Regions from separate parts of the Rattus norvegicus genome. Here region 1 is linked to region 2. Evidence: chromatin contacts called from public Hi-C data. All regions are on one chromosome and are shown on one strand. Each heading gives the region's core, a stretch centred on a gene start, on an enhancer-like site or on the middle of the called end of the contact. The rest is flanking DNA. Distances are from core to core; before and after follow the strand shown.

Region 1 (7,476 bases), core at 2,617-5,116, 33 kb after region 2:
CTAGGCTGGAACTCACGAGCCTCTTGCCACTTCCATACCTTATGTGACAATTTAGAGGTTGAATTAAACAATCCTACCCAGTTCAAGTGCTCATGTGTGCACTTGAGACTGAAGACATAGCCTGAGGAATCAATTCGAGTGCAAAGAAATCTGGAGGCCTAAAGTTAGACTGTGTTTAGGCCTGGGCTCACCGACCTGGTTCTTGTTCCTTCAGGATATCGCGTCTATCAGCATTTCCAGTGCTGATTCTCAAACAATGCTTAACGCCTATCAGTAAGGGGTTCTATTAGTTATCTTGTTGTTGCTGTGCTAAGCGCCATGAGCAAGGCAACTTGCAGAAGGCGCAGTTTATTTGGTCAATGATGTAGGAGCCCATCATGTCAGGGCAGAGACGTGGAGCAAGCAGTGGGGACACTCAAGGACAAGGAGCCAAGTGATCGCATCTTTAATAGCAAAGACCAAACAGATTGAACTGGAAGTGGGGAGAGGCTGTAAGGGCTCAGAGACCACCCCCCACCAATGATGTATCCCCCCAGCAAGGCTGCCCTGCCCCAGGACTTCCCCAAACAGCATCACCATTGGGAACCAAGTGTTCATGCCTGAGTCTACGGGGGAACCTTGCTCATTCAAATCACCATAGATGCCTAGAAAAGAGATTTCCATAGTAACTCATTTGATTGATGATACAAATCGTTACAATGAATCTCTGAAACTACATATAAACATATTAAAGAAGTGAGAAGTATTTCCTGTTTTCTCAAGTAGACCTCATCATAGAATGGAAATAAAAATAATGAAGGCCATGCTTTGTTACAGTCGTTCTTAACCTTCCTAACGCTGCCACCCTTTAATACGATGCCTAATGTTGCGGTGACACCCAGCCATAGAATCATTCCATTGCTACTTCAGAACTGTAACTTTGCTACTGTTGCGAATTGTAACGTAAGTATCTGTGTTTTCCCCAAATGGTATCCTGTAAAAATGAGTGTTAGTTTTACATTCCCACCAGTGGTGTGCAAATGTTCCTGTTTCTCTCGTGCTTGCTAGATGTCATTTACCTCGTTGCTAGTAGCCATTTGGTGGGATGGGATATCCGTGGTTTTAATCTTTGCTTTCCTGATGGTTACTGGTGATCGGCATTTTTCATGGTTCCGTGGGTCGTTTCTGGCAATACTTTGGTTGGATGTCAGTGTATGCGGATAGCCACTTCCTCATGGTGCTGTTCATCTGTGTGTTGCTGGGGTTTGGAGGGTGTTGTGCTGTGTGCCTTGTGGATACCGGCCTCTTGTCATGTACTTACTGTTGTATGTCACATGCTCCCAATCCGTGGCTTGTTTCTCTCCTTTGTTGTTTGTTGTCCTCACTGAACAAAAGTTTTATATAATCCCGTTTGTTTGCTCATGCTTTTTTGTTTGGTATCTTGTCCAAGGATAAACTTTGCCATTTCAATGTCAACTCCCCACCCCCACCAAGTGTTTTCTGATGCTCTTAGGCAAACCCACAGGGGTTGAAACCCACATGATGAAACTGTATGAGAAGCCTTCTCAATTGGGTATGTTGGCTGGCCCACGCCTGTAATCCTTGAACTTGGAAGTAGGAAGCAGAAGCAGGAGGATTGAGAGTTCAAGGGTGTGTGTCACCACCCTGAATTACAAAGGGAAAACAAAACAAAACAACACCAACACCCAAACCCCCAAACCCTACCACTCAATTCTCCATGTTAAAAGCCTAGCACTTTTAGAGGACATCTAAGTTAGAAACATTAGAGTCCTTTCTTTGGAAAGTCAGTTGTGTTAGATGGTGCTTTGCTGGGGCAAACACAGGAAGAAGTGTTTTCCTGAGGCAGACACAGGTGTAAGGTTAAGGCAGGGAAAGGAATGTTTCACTGAAGCAGACAGGTGAAAGGATATTCTGCTAAAGCACGCAGGTAAAGGGGCATGTACTGAAGGATTCTTCGCTAAAGATGCATGTATTGGTCCGCCTTACATTGCATAGTTGAGCTCCATCTGTCAGGACTCCAACGAGAAACACACCAAGAAACTTGTGGTGTGTCGCAGTTTCTTGTGGCTTTCATGGACTCGGGCTGACTGACAGTGGTGTCAGCTGAGACAGACTCACCTGGCTGAGGCAAGACCCATGGAGGACATGTGCTGTTTGGAGAGAGTATGAATAGAACTCGGTGGCCAGTGACAGGTGTGTGTGTGTGTGTGTGTGTGTGTGTGTGTGTGTGTGTGTGTGGCTGAGCTAGGTTTGTTTATGGAGCCAGCTGTGTAACACTGGTTGGTCTGGAGTCTTTGCTGAGATTCACTTCCTAGAGAGAGAGGCGTAGCCGAGAACTTCTCCTGTTGGTCTCTCCTGCTGCTGAGGCTGAGGCCTGGCTGTTTCTGCTAGGCAGTGCCACTGCTGCTGATTCCTGTTTACTGTCCCGACTCTACTGAACTGGCTGCCCATATGTCGTGAAGTGTTTGTGGGTGGATGGAGCTGTCTCTTCGAACCTGTGAACTGAACGGCCGATTTCCAGACAATACAGCTGGGAGTTGCTCCAAAGGACCATTTCTAAACAGGTCCACTCCCCTGTTACCCTTTCCTTTTTCCTACCTCTCTGGTGGGTGATGGGCTAGAAGGGAGGTTAAGGTGTCTAAGAACCATCATTAAAAAATAGACTTTAAAAATTAAAATTACAGAAGTCTAACTGGGTCCCTCATTTGTGCAAAGGTTCCCTGATTATCCAACAACTGTCAAGACTGGAAACCTGTCTTTGAACCAGTCACTTCTGTCACTTCATCTGCTGTGTCACTGGTAGAGTTTCCGGTGAAGTAGCTGGTGACAGAATTCTGTGGGTCAAGGTGCTTGCTGCCAAGCCTGAAGAACTGCACCTAAGTTGGATTCCTGGGCCCTACGTGGTGGAAAGGGAGAAAGTTGTCTTCTGACCTCACTCTGGTCAAGGCTGTTTTTGAACTTTTGATCCTCCTGCCATACTTGGTTGTATGGGGGGCTGGGGATCAAACTCAGGGCTCTGTGTATGTTGGGCACATAACATTACTACTGAACTATGGCCCCAATGGGCAATTCACCTTTCAACAGAAAGCGAAGTGTAAACAGAGCATCAGAGTTGTGTTGGTGATTGAAGTAGTGGCGTTCAAGCCTTGCAAGGTGCATGTCGCCGGCACATGCGTGCAGGCGGGACCCTGCGTGCTCGCCTGTCCTTCACACTCAGGGCCATGGGGAGACTGCAGGGTTGGAATTCAGGTAGCACAATAGCTAGAGAAGGCACTCTGTGCCAGGCTGTACAGAGAAAGAGCATGATAACCAGAACCGGGAGAAAACCCAAACTGGGGCAGAATGAATGTATGTGCACGGGGCTGCGATGTAGGAGTGGGCTTCTCTGAGATATTTTAAAAAAGAATTTTGATATCGACAACCACGGTCCCTATCTTCTCTTAAGACCCTGGTAGTTTGAAGGATCCAGAGAGAGGCAGCGAGTCCCCTCAGTGATCGCCACATCCCGGGTACCCCACACTTCTCCCAGGCCAGGGATCCCCAGCTGTTACCCCATCCCGGGCCGCTCCCTGACTTCCTTTCTCTCCTTCCAGCCCCAGCCTTCTCTGCCCGAAGGGAAGCGCAGGCTGGAGCAAGCTCTCTCGGCTCATCCATCAGCAGTGGAGGAGGAGGAGAGGAGGGGCAGGAGGAGGAGTTTCTAGGCGGCCGAGCCCCCAAGGCCCGCAGTGCCCTTCCCCCCTCGCGCTGATTGCTGTGGCTGCGCGCCCGACCCCGCCCGCGCGTGTGCGCGGCCGAGCTAGGGCGCCGCACGGGCCCGATGGGGGTGATCCAGGCTTTCGGGGACGCCGAGCGCCACTTTCCTCCTCCCTGGCAGTGAGAGACAGTGGGGAGAGGAGAAAGCGGGCTGCTGTCCTTCCAGGCCACTTTCGCTGCGCGATTCCGCGAGCTCCCGGCAGGAGGTGAAAGTCCCCGGCGGGGTCCGGATGGCGCAGTTGCACTGCGGCTGCTGAGCTCGCGGCCGCCTGCGCGCGCTGGGCGCGGGGACTCGCTTCGGCTAGTAACTCCTCCACCTCGCGGCGGACGACCGGTCCTGGACACGCTGCCTGCGAGGTACGTGCTGCTCGGCGCCCGGTGAGCGGCTGTGCACGCTGCGCGGTGCGAGTCGGTGCCTGCTTCGCGGGGTTGCTCGGGTCACCCGGGACCCAGAGCCCGGGACCTGGCTTTGGCCGGGCCGGGTTGACGCTGAGCGGAACCAGGATCCGCGGCGGTCCCGGGTGGGCAGCTCCAGGAAGGAGTTCCCCACGCCCGCTTTCGCTCTTCCTCTCCGCGGTTTCCTAGTCCCCTGCGGGGCCGCAGGCCACTGCCCTCCCGGCGCGTGACAGCGTGGGTGGGCGCTGGACCCTGATGGATAGCAGAGGCCGCGGCCGCGAGACACGCGCGCCCACGCCAGTCCAGGGTCCCTGACGGCCACTCCCTGGCTCGGGGAGTCAGTCCTGAAAACGCAGCGGAGGACGCGCCCGGGTTAATCCCGCCGCGCTCCCGCTGATGGTAGAGGCTCCCTGCGAGTGTGAACTTGGTTGGGACAAACTTGAAACTCATGGATGTTGCTAGAGGAATCCGCTTGCAGAGTTGGGCTGATTGGGACATTTGTCCCACCTTCCCGTACCCGACAGGAGTGCAGACTGCTGGCGTGACGAGCCCCAGTTACCGAGGCTTTAGGTGTTCGTGCAAACGGTCGCTCCGCTAGCTGTGAACTGGGAGGACTCGGTCCCCCAAGGTGGCTGTGCGGTTGGAGGAGTGCACATATGTTCCGGACTGGGACCGCGCCGCCGAGCGCTGCACAGGTGTTTGCGCCCCGTGCTGCGCCCTGCGGTGACAGGAGAGCCGCGAGGGGAGGGATCCTGCGAGTGACCCACTGAGGTGAAGAACCAGCCGACTTAAAAGTTTCTTCTTCCTTTGAAGAAGTGAGCGGCTTTGGAGAGTACCCACACGCAAACAAAACAAAACAAAAACAAAACAGAAAACCGTAACGGGATCCTTTAATATCCCGGGAATGGCCCTCTTTCAGATTGTAGCGGATAATTCTAGGGAGAGCTTAGCTGGTTCTTTGGAGGTACTCAAACCGGAGTGTATTGATCCCCTCCTGTGTGTCAGTATCTCCAGCAACTCCAGCTAGTACCTGTCAGGACTTAAGGACCACCCCAACTCTATGGTTAAAAGTGATTTTAGTGGGCCCATTTTACAGATCACATGTTAGACGCTAGTCCAGAAATCATATACAGCTTTCTGTTACTTTTAACCCAATGCTGCTTGGGTCATGGCGAAGTCCTTGGCCCTCCGTTCTCGCCCAGCTTCCTGTTCGAGTTGAATATACCCTTTGAAACACAGATAGATTATCTGTGATTAATTTAGGTGATCATACATGTATGTACTTTGCAGGAGCCAGAATCCAGCTTCTCCAAGCCTGGGTCCAAATAATTATAAATAGAACTCTGACTTGTGTTAGTTTGGATCTTTATTCTTTATTACTTTTATTAATCCACCAGACGTTGTTGATCAAGGCCGCTTGGCTTCCTTAGGAAACAGCTTGAGGTTGGCACAGGAGGCAGGGAAATAATTCTTACCCCCTGAAGGGCTATTAAACAGGACTTGATTTCATGCCATTGTCTCAGCGAGAGGATGTTGCTCTGTTTCTTGATGTTCTCTGCTTTTGGCTTTAATTCTGCATTGTTTAGCGTTTGGAGGCTTGGGCACACTTTTTACTCTTGACATTGTTGTCAGCTTTAAACGTCCCCTATTGTGATGGAATCTGGCCACCCCACACCAGCTTTGCTTAACTGTTTGTACATTAAAAAAAAAACAATAAAGTCATCAACTGAGTTTTGAACCCCAGCACTTCAAAGACCTATGCCCTGAGAAATTCATTGTTATTTTTAACATTAGCCAGCAGGGGGCGCACAGCATATTATTGATGTCCGGCGGGCACCTAAACCTGTTTGTACGGTATGTATCATATATTTCAGAAACGGAAAGTATTATAGCTTTATCTATTACAGTAACAAGTTGCTTTCTGAGTTTTCCGTTTAGTTTCAACTGTTTAAAAGTGGGATGATCTTGAGTTCAGGGCCTGAACGTGAAATGTGGGTCTAGAACCTGTGGTGATTTGGTAAATATTTAAATATGATTCATAGGGTCCCCCAGCCCCCTTTTTTTTTCTTCTTCTTCTAGTTTGCTTTCCTTGAGAGATATGTTTGTAAGATTTTGTGTCGTTTGAATAGCATTTTAGGTTATTTAGGGGAACTGAGTGGCAATCCAAAGAGATTCGTTTCGAACCCTTTTGTAATGACCCCTAGTGTCTCCTTTATAAAACTGAACGCATGGACTCTTTCTCGGGGAAGTTGATGGATTCAGTGCTATCATTATTATCTTTCATTAACGTCTTCCAAGTGTAAGGTAGTGAGAGCTCACTCTCCTGTGTCCCTTTTGTAGAGCTGTGCATTCTACAGATATGTATGTTTTAATTAAGTTTGAGCTCCCTCATCGAAAATGCTTGGAGGTGCGGGGTAGTGGTGGCCCCTGCCTTTAATCCCAGCACTCAGGGAGCAGAGGCAGGAGGATCTCTGTGAGTTCGAGGCCAGCTTGGTCTACAGAGCGAGTTCCAGGATAGCCAGGGCTACACACACAGTGGAACCCTGCTTTGAGAAAATAAAATGCGTGTGGGTAAAAGGGCTCTGCAGTTCTTCAGACTGCAATGTCTGTATATACATAGTGATCTCTTGGGAGAGGGAATCAGATCTAAACATAATTTGCGTGTAATCTATATCTGATAGCATAAAGGTAGTTTCATGCAATGTTTTTAGTGTATCTACATTTTGAGTTCAGGTAGTTATTTGACATCTGGGTGGAATTTTCTACTTTTTCATATTTGCCCTGAGAAAGTTATGGATTTGGGGACATTTTGGATGTTAGATTTTTTTGGGTCAGGGGTGCTCAACCTGTACGTTAATAGTCCAAAGCCCTATTCTGTATAAGCACAGGTATCTGGTGTGCTTAGGTAATCATGTCTGTAAACACACCTATAAAATATTTAAGAATTAACATGCTTGTAATCCAGCCAGACGATTTTATTTTATTTTATTTTTATTAAAGTCTTTCTGTCTTCATAGTTTTGGAAGTTTTGTTTCTTGTGTATCTTGTATAAAAGATTTAACTTTTCTTTATGAACTGTTAGGGTCAAGTGGATCCTATTTTAAATCACTTTAAAATGTAGCCATTCCTTTGTAAACGTCAACCTATATTTAACATCACAGACTAGCATTAATTCAGGATCTCTTTTAGTCTTCCATTCTTTGATCAAGTTGACTTATTTTACAGATTTTTTTCAGACCCCCTGCTCTCTAATCAACCTCTGGTTCATGGCTATGGAGTTCAGTAAATGAGCTTAGCATCTTGATAGCATGGGGTCAGGATGGTTTG
Region 2 (7,095 bases), core at 3,721-6,220:
TGTGTCCCATATGTTTGGGTCTGTTGTGCCTTTATTTTCATTGAATTCAAGAAAGTCTTTAATTTCTTTCTTTATTTCTTCCCAGACCCAGAGATCACTGAGTAGAGATTTGTTCAATTTCCATGAGTGTGTAGGCTTTCCAGTGTTTCTGTGGTTGACGTCCAGCTTTAATCCAAGTTGTTCTGATAAGATACAAGGCATTAATTCAATCTTCTTCTATCAGTTGAGGCCTGCTTTGTGGTCAACTCCGTGGTCAATCTTGGAGAAGGATCCATGAGGTGCTGAGAAGAAAGTATAGTCTTTTGTGTTTGAGTGAAATATTCTATAGATGTCTGTCTGTTAGTTTCATTATTTCTCCATTAAGTTTTTGTTTTTTTTTTGTTTTTGGAGCTGGGGACCGAACCCAGGGCCTTGCGCTTGCTAGGCAAGCGCTCTACCACTGAGCTAAATCCCCAACCCCTTCTCCATTAAGTTTTTGTCTGGATGTTTTGCCAATTGGTGAGCATAGGGTGTTGAAATCTTCCACTCTTAATGTGTTGGGTTTGATATGAGATTTAAGCTTTAGCAATGTTTCGTTTACAAGTGCAGGCACCCTTGTGTTTGGGGCATAGATGTTCAGTATTGTCATAGTAGATTTTTCCTTTGATGAGTATGAAGTGTCCTTCCCTGTCTCTTTTGATTAATTTTGGTTGAAAGTCTATTTTATTAGATATTAGAATGGAGACTCCAGCTTGCTTCTTGGATCTGTTTCCTTGGGAAACTTTTTTTCCAACCTTTTACTTTGAGGTAATGTCTATCTTTATGGCTGAGGTGTGTTTCTTGGATGCAGTAGAATAATGGGTCCTGTTTTCACATCCATTCTGTTAGCTTGTGTCATTTTATTGGGAAATTGAGTCCATTGATGTTGAGAGGTATTATTGACCAACGATTGTTATTTCCTGTTATTTTGATGTTGGTAGTGTTTGTGTGTTTGTGTGTGTGTGTGTGTGTGTTAGTGTGTGTGTGTGTGTGTGTGTGCGCGCGCGCACGCGCCTGCACGCATGTGCGCTCCCTCGGCCCCCCCATGCACACTTTCCTTGTATTTGCTGGTATAGAATTACTTATTTTCTGTGTTTTCTTAGAAGTAGTTATGCTTTCTGGGTTGGAGTTTTCCTTCTAGTAGTTTCTATAGGGCTGGATCTGTGGATAGATATTGTCTGAATTTGAATTTGTCTTGAAATGTTTTGGTTTCCCCTCCACAGTGATTGGGAATTTTGCTGGATATAGTAGTCTAGGTTGGCACCTGTGGTTTTTTTAGAGGTTGCAAAATATCTGACCAGGTACTTCTAGTTTTTAGAGTCTCTGTTGAGAAGTTGGGTATAATCCTGATAAGTCTTTCATTGAATGTTACCTGGACATTTTCCCTTGCTGCTTTTAATATTATTTCTTTGTCCTGTAGATTTTGTGTTTTGATTATCATGTGCCAGGAGGATTTTCTTTTGTGGTCCAGTCTAATTGGTGTTCTGTAAGCTTCTTATATGTTTATAGACATCTTTCTCTTTAGATTGGGTTAGTTTTCTTCTATGATTTTGTTGAGGATATTTTCTGGGCCTTGGAGCTGGGATTCTTCAGCTTCTTCTATTCCTCTTATTCTTAGGTTATGTCTTTTCATGGAATCCCAGATTTCTTGGATGTTTTGTATCAGAAATTTTTTAGCTTTAGCTTTTTTTTAAAACTAATGTATCAATTTCCTTTATTGTGTTTTCTACACCAGAGCTTCTCTGTTACATCTCCTGTGTCCTGTTGGTGGCGCTTGTGTCTGTGGTTCCTGTTCTCTTCCCTAGGTTTTCCATCCCAGGATTCCACCAGCTTGTGTTTTCTTTCTTTCTTTCTTTCTTTCTTTCTTTCTTTCTTTTTTTTTTTTTTTTTGGTTCTTCTTTTTTTTTTTCCCCCAGAGCTGGGGACCGAACCCAGGGCCTTGCGCTTCCTAGGTAAGCGCTCTACCACTGAGCTAAATCCCCAGCCCCCAGCTTGTGTTTTCTTTATTGCTTCTGTTTCCACTTTCAGGTCTTGCACAGTTTTATTTATTTCCTCTCTCGTATTTTTCTGTGCGTCTTTAAGAGATTTATTTGTTTCCTCTTTAAAAACTCTATCTGTTTGGTTGTATTTTCTCTGTATTCCCTTAAGGGATTTATTCATTTCTTCTTTAAGGGCCTTTATCATCTTTACAACACTGGGTTTAAGTCATTTTCTTTTGTTCCGGTTGTGTGAGGATATCCAGGGCTTGCCGTAATGGAGTAGCTGTGCTTTGGAGGTAACATATTCCCCTGGCTCTTGTTGATTGTGTTCTTTCAAAGGTCTTTAGCCATCCGGATCATTTCGATCCCTGGATGTTCTTGTTGTAGTAGGTATTGAGATGTGGGTGAACCTCAGTGGTCCTGATGTGGCAGACCTCTGGGTATCCTTGGACTGTATGGTTCTGAACCTGCAGGTCTGTATGGTTCTGAACCTGCAGGGTCATGAAGGTGGGTGGAGAGGTGGCAGGAGAATGAAGCTCCACCTCCCCGGTTCGGGATGGCAGGCTGCTCAGAGGAGCTTAGCCTGGCCCAGAGGCTCAGGGAACATGGAAGATGGATTGGGAAGGGAAGGTTACCTGTATGGTTCAGGAGTCTAATGGAGGTGGAGGAGAGGCAGGGGGAGGATGAATGTCCCCTGGGATAGCAGACTGCTCAGGGCAGCTATAGCACTCAATTTTCAAGTAAAACAAAGATCAAGAATTATTCCAAGCCTGGCATGGTGGCACATGCCTTTAATCCCAGTACTTGGAGGCAGAGGCAAAGGCAGAGAGGGGCAGAGAGGCAGAGGCAGGTAGATCCCTAAGTTCAAGACTAGCCTAGGCTATAGAGTAAGTCCCAGGACAGCCTGAGATGTGGAAAATTACAAAGAATGTCTCCCTGAAATTACTATAGCCTAGGTCCTCCAAGGCCCACCTCTTTGAGTCAGAGAGATACCTGTCTGCCTGGTGTGATGCTGCCTTTCTGTAGTCCCAGCCTGGGCTATGAGGTTCAAGGTTAGCCTGGGCTATAAAGTGAGGTTCTGTTTCATGGAGCTGGTTGTGAGGAGGGGTCAGGAGAGAGGGAGGGGAGGAGAGAGGGGGGAAGACAGAGAGGGAGACTAAGATACCAAGATAGAAAGTGAACAGGAGCATCTGACCTCTGTCTGACCTTGTGGATTCCCAGAGATTAAGAACAAGCGTCACCTCCAGAATAAATAGGGAAGAGCAAACTTCAGCGGCTCTCTCATTCATTTCCCTCCTTTGTTTCTAGTTTGTCCCAGACAGGCTCTGACTATAACCCCAGCTGGTTTCCAGTTCAAGGTCTTCTTGCCTCCTCCTGAACACGGAGGACCACTTGGTAGGGTTCTTAATTTCTATCTCAAATCCAAGACTAGCAGTTTCTCCTGCCCTCCCTCCCCTTGGACAGAAGTGAGCACAGGTCTCTACGGCCTGCCTAATATCCCATGGAAAGAATCCTACTCCTCCCTGGCCACACACTCTCTACGAATTCTCTTAAGAGATCTGGCTCCGTAAAAGCTTACACAGTCTGTGTCCCTCCAGGACTGTTTCTCCCCAAGCATCCTTCAGTCCTGGCTGTGGGGTTACTTAGTACTTTACTCTGCCTCAGGAAGCTATTCAGTTCTTAGATGACTCTATGACTAAAAACCCACCAGTTGGACCATCAGGATGGCTTAAGAGGTAAAGGCGTTTGCTGCCAAGCTGGGAGGACTGAGTTCCACTTCCGGAATCCATTGGAGGAAGAAAGAGACTAACTCCCTGTCTTCTGATCTACACACACACTAAATAAATAAATAAATAAATAAATAAATAAATAAATAAACAAATAAACAAACAAATAAATAAATAAATAAATGAATAAATAAATAAATAAATGTTTAAAAATTAATCCCACCTCCAATGGTGTCCCATCTCATCCGGAGACTCTGGTGTTAAATCTGCATCCCTCGACACAGAGCTATAAGGAGCTGGCTCTCCTCACCTCTCTGACTCTGTCACCCTCGCCTCTCTGCTCAGTTGCACCTTCCTTCCTCTTTGCTATTGCGCAATCACATCGCTCTAATGCCTGCATAACCACATGTTAGAATGCAGTCACTTTTCCCACTTCCATTGTCATACGGAGAGACTGCCCCACACAATGCCCTCTGAAGTGGACTGTATACCTCTGGCCTGCCTAATATCCCATGGAAAGAATCCTACTCTTCCCTCCCTCCCCTCGGACAGAAGTGAGCATCGACTTGCAATATGGTCAAACATGACTTAGAACTATCAGGAATGAATGCTCAGTTTTAAGCTCTGCTGGGGCTGGAATCCAGGGTTCCCTGCATACTAGGTGAGGCACACTAGGCATACTGACCTAACATTGTGTTTATCTGTTTGTTGTGCTTTTCTTCTGCTGACAGCTCCACTGAGAACAGCTCCTTGTTTGTCTCTTTGCTGCATCCAGGTGATATTTACTCTCATGCTAAATGAGTGCATACAGGGGAAACAGGTTGGACTTCAACGTGGTGCAGGTCATGCATTTTAGGTCAAATAAATTACAGTTATATAATTATGTTCCTTTTGCTCTTCTCCCTCCTGAATTAAAGATACAGAAGTCCAGTGTCCTGCTAATACTAATGACAATTGGATACAGTCAGAGATTGGTTTGAAATTTCCAAAATTATTAACAAAGTCTCACTTCGTTTCTTTCTTAGCACGTTTTCATGTAACCACTAGGTGGCAGCACATACCCACACTCCTTCCAGAGTCCTTGCTTACCTTTTGCAACATTAATAAAAGTTTCATATTTGAAGAAGACATTGTAGCAAAATAAGTACTTTAATAAGCTCTGTCTCAAGGTGTCATACAGGCAGGAAAGGCAGTTACTTTTATTTTTTTTTTAATTCACTACTAACTACAGCAGAAGTGGATTCTGTCCCTGCTGCTGCCCTCCCCCCACTGCCGCTGCCTTTCCCCAGCCCTCCCCAGTATCTGAGCTTTAAGATATGACTCATCAAGAAATGATTTTTTTCTTTTTCTTTTTTTTCTTTTCTTTTTAGATCAGGCTTTCCTTCTATAGCCCAGGTTAGCCTGTAACTCATGGTCCTTTTGCTTCAGGCTCTGAGGTCTTGGGGATGGCAAGAGTAAGCTATCACAGCCCACATGTTTTCTAACCATTTAATTCAGGATGAACCTGGCATGAATGTCTTTTTTACCATCCTCCACCTCCAGACATGTTTAGGGGGGAAGCCACACGTGGGTCAACTTAAAACTTGGAAGGATCTAAAAGGATTCTGAAAGGGACTAGCAGAAAAGTGACTTACATGTAAACTATCACTCAAGCTCATCAAATATTGCTGTCGAAGTTGTCTGAGTTTATCACATACAGACTATTTACGATGGCTGTCCACGGTCAGAAATGGAATGTTCTGCTCTGGAGACCACCAATACAACACAGGTTACTGTCCTTGATTCTTGGTTGCCCATCAGAACTCCATGGTGAGACCCTATTATTGCTGGAAACACTGACCCTGAGACTTCCTCCCTGCTTAGCATTGGAGGGCACTATGCATGTTGCTGGGGAAAGGATTGTGAGCCTACAATAAAGTACCAGGATGGCATGTGAAATTAGTCATGGAAACCATAGGGCATGTTATGGGGACAACCAGCTGTCCTCCGGTTGGATTTAAGGTCCAATCAATAGGAGGAAAAACATGCCTATCACTGTAAATCTGGTCAAAAAAGCATGATTGAGTAGTCACAGCCCCAGGGGTGAACCTACTACTATTTTGCTAAATGAACTTAGTATCAGAGTGCCCTGCAAACTCCTATCTCTCTGCCCACAGAGCACTGAGGCTTTCAGGCCCCATCGGTGAAATTTCTTTGTGCAGTGGATGAGGCTTAATCCAGAAATTCCCAACTGTTCAACTTGCAGAGAGAAGTGTCGTCATCGGTGGAGTGTCCACCCCCAAATGGGACATCTGTATCACACCTGCTCCCAAAGGCTGCTCCAGGACTGTCATGGAGGATGGGGCAGAAGGATGGGAAGAACCAGGTGTCGGGGAGGCTGCCTGAGCAAGGCCGGTTAGGGTCAAACTGGTCAACAATCTAGCACTAGTGGGAGCCCCCACTCCAGCTGAGGAGCTCCTGACAGCTAATTCTGCACGAGGAAGAATCAGTTTTCTTTAAGCTGTGGCCTCTTATATCCTATAGGTTGAGTGCCATAGAACCACACCATGGATGGCCACACACCTATAAATCCAGCCAACGCAAGTGAGATTTGAGGGTTTGGGAGGTGCTGGGGAGATGGGGGTCAGGTCTGAGAAAGTTAGGCAAATACAGTAAAAGTACATTGTATGCATGCGTGAAAGTCTTGAAGGATTAATTTTAAAACCCACGTTTAGAAAAGAAATTTGATTCAATCAACTGTGCTGCTGTGGGGCCCCACAGGATTGGGGGAGAGGGTCCTGAGCTTCAGAGGCCGAAGTATTGGGTGTGGTCTTAGCTGAGACGCTTTTAAACCTTTCTGAGCCTCGAGTACGAAATGTGTATGAGAACACTGCTGCCAGGAGACCAACAAGATGGTGATTATGGCAGATAAGGAGAAATGAACATTTCTGCTTGCAAGGTGATTGTTACTGTCTGGAGCGTGGGCGGGGCGTGCCACCCCTGCCAGCGGGGGTGGGGTGTGGGCGGGGCGTGCCACCCCTGCCAGCGGGGGTGGGGTGTGGGCGGGGCGTGCCACCCCTGCAGCGGGGGGTGGGGCGTGGGCGGGGCATGCCACCCCTGCCAGCTATCCACTCTGAGAGACTTTGCTTGTATCCCCGAACCCCAATTGTCCGGCTGAGGAAGGCAAATGAAGCACTTGACATGTCCTTATTAGGGGCTTGCTGTTCGCTTGTTTCGTTGTTTGTTGGTTTTTGGTTTTTGTTTGTTTGTTTGGGGCTGTGGGTCACACCTCGTACCACTTCAGTCCCAAGGGAGCACTCTCTAAACACCAAGTGCCGTTTCCATTTCTTTACATAGCAACTAAGTCTTCCTTCTCCCTTCCTTCTGGCCTT

Evidence for each region. A called contact is a pair of places that touch in the nucleus more often than the background predicts.
Region 1: a Hi-C map of Schwann cells shows a contact between it and region 2, with 2.2 times the contacts expected there. The contact joins the promoter of Tgfbr3 here to the enhancer-like site in region 2. A contact is called at or near these places in 5 of 12 Hi-C or Micro-C datasets (the Rat2 cell line, Schwann cells, frontal cortex and 2 more).

Annotation. Positions count from the first base shown.
Region 1 is chr14:2,630,428-2,637,903 of GRCr8, forward strand. It overlaps Tgfbr3 (transforming growth factor beta receptor 3), which reads left to right and starts at 3,867. Exons shown (of 17, transcript NM_017256.1): 1 at 3,867-4,110.
Region 2 is chr14:2,596,036-2,603,130 of GRCr8, forward strand. No RefSeq gene overlaps it. Among named protein-coding and RNA genes, the nearest start is that of Brdt, 8.8 kb to the left of the region's middle. Within about 2 kb of position 4,971, at least 1 of the 93 cell types and tissues checked has an H3K27ac peak or open chromatin away from gene starts, as enhancers often do. A contact at or near this core is called in Schwann cells, where this site is marked.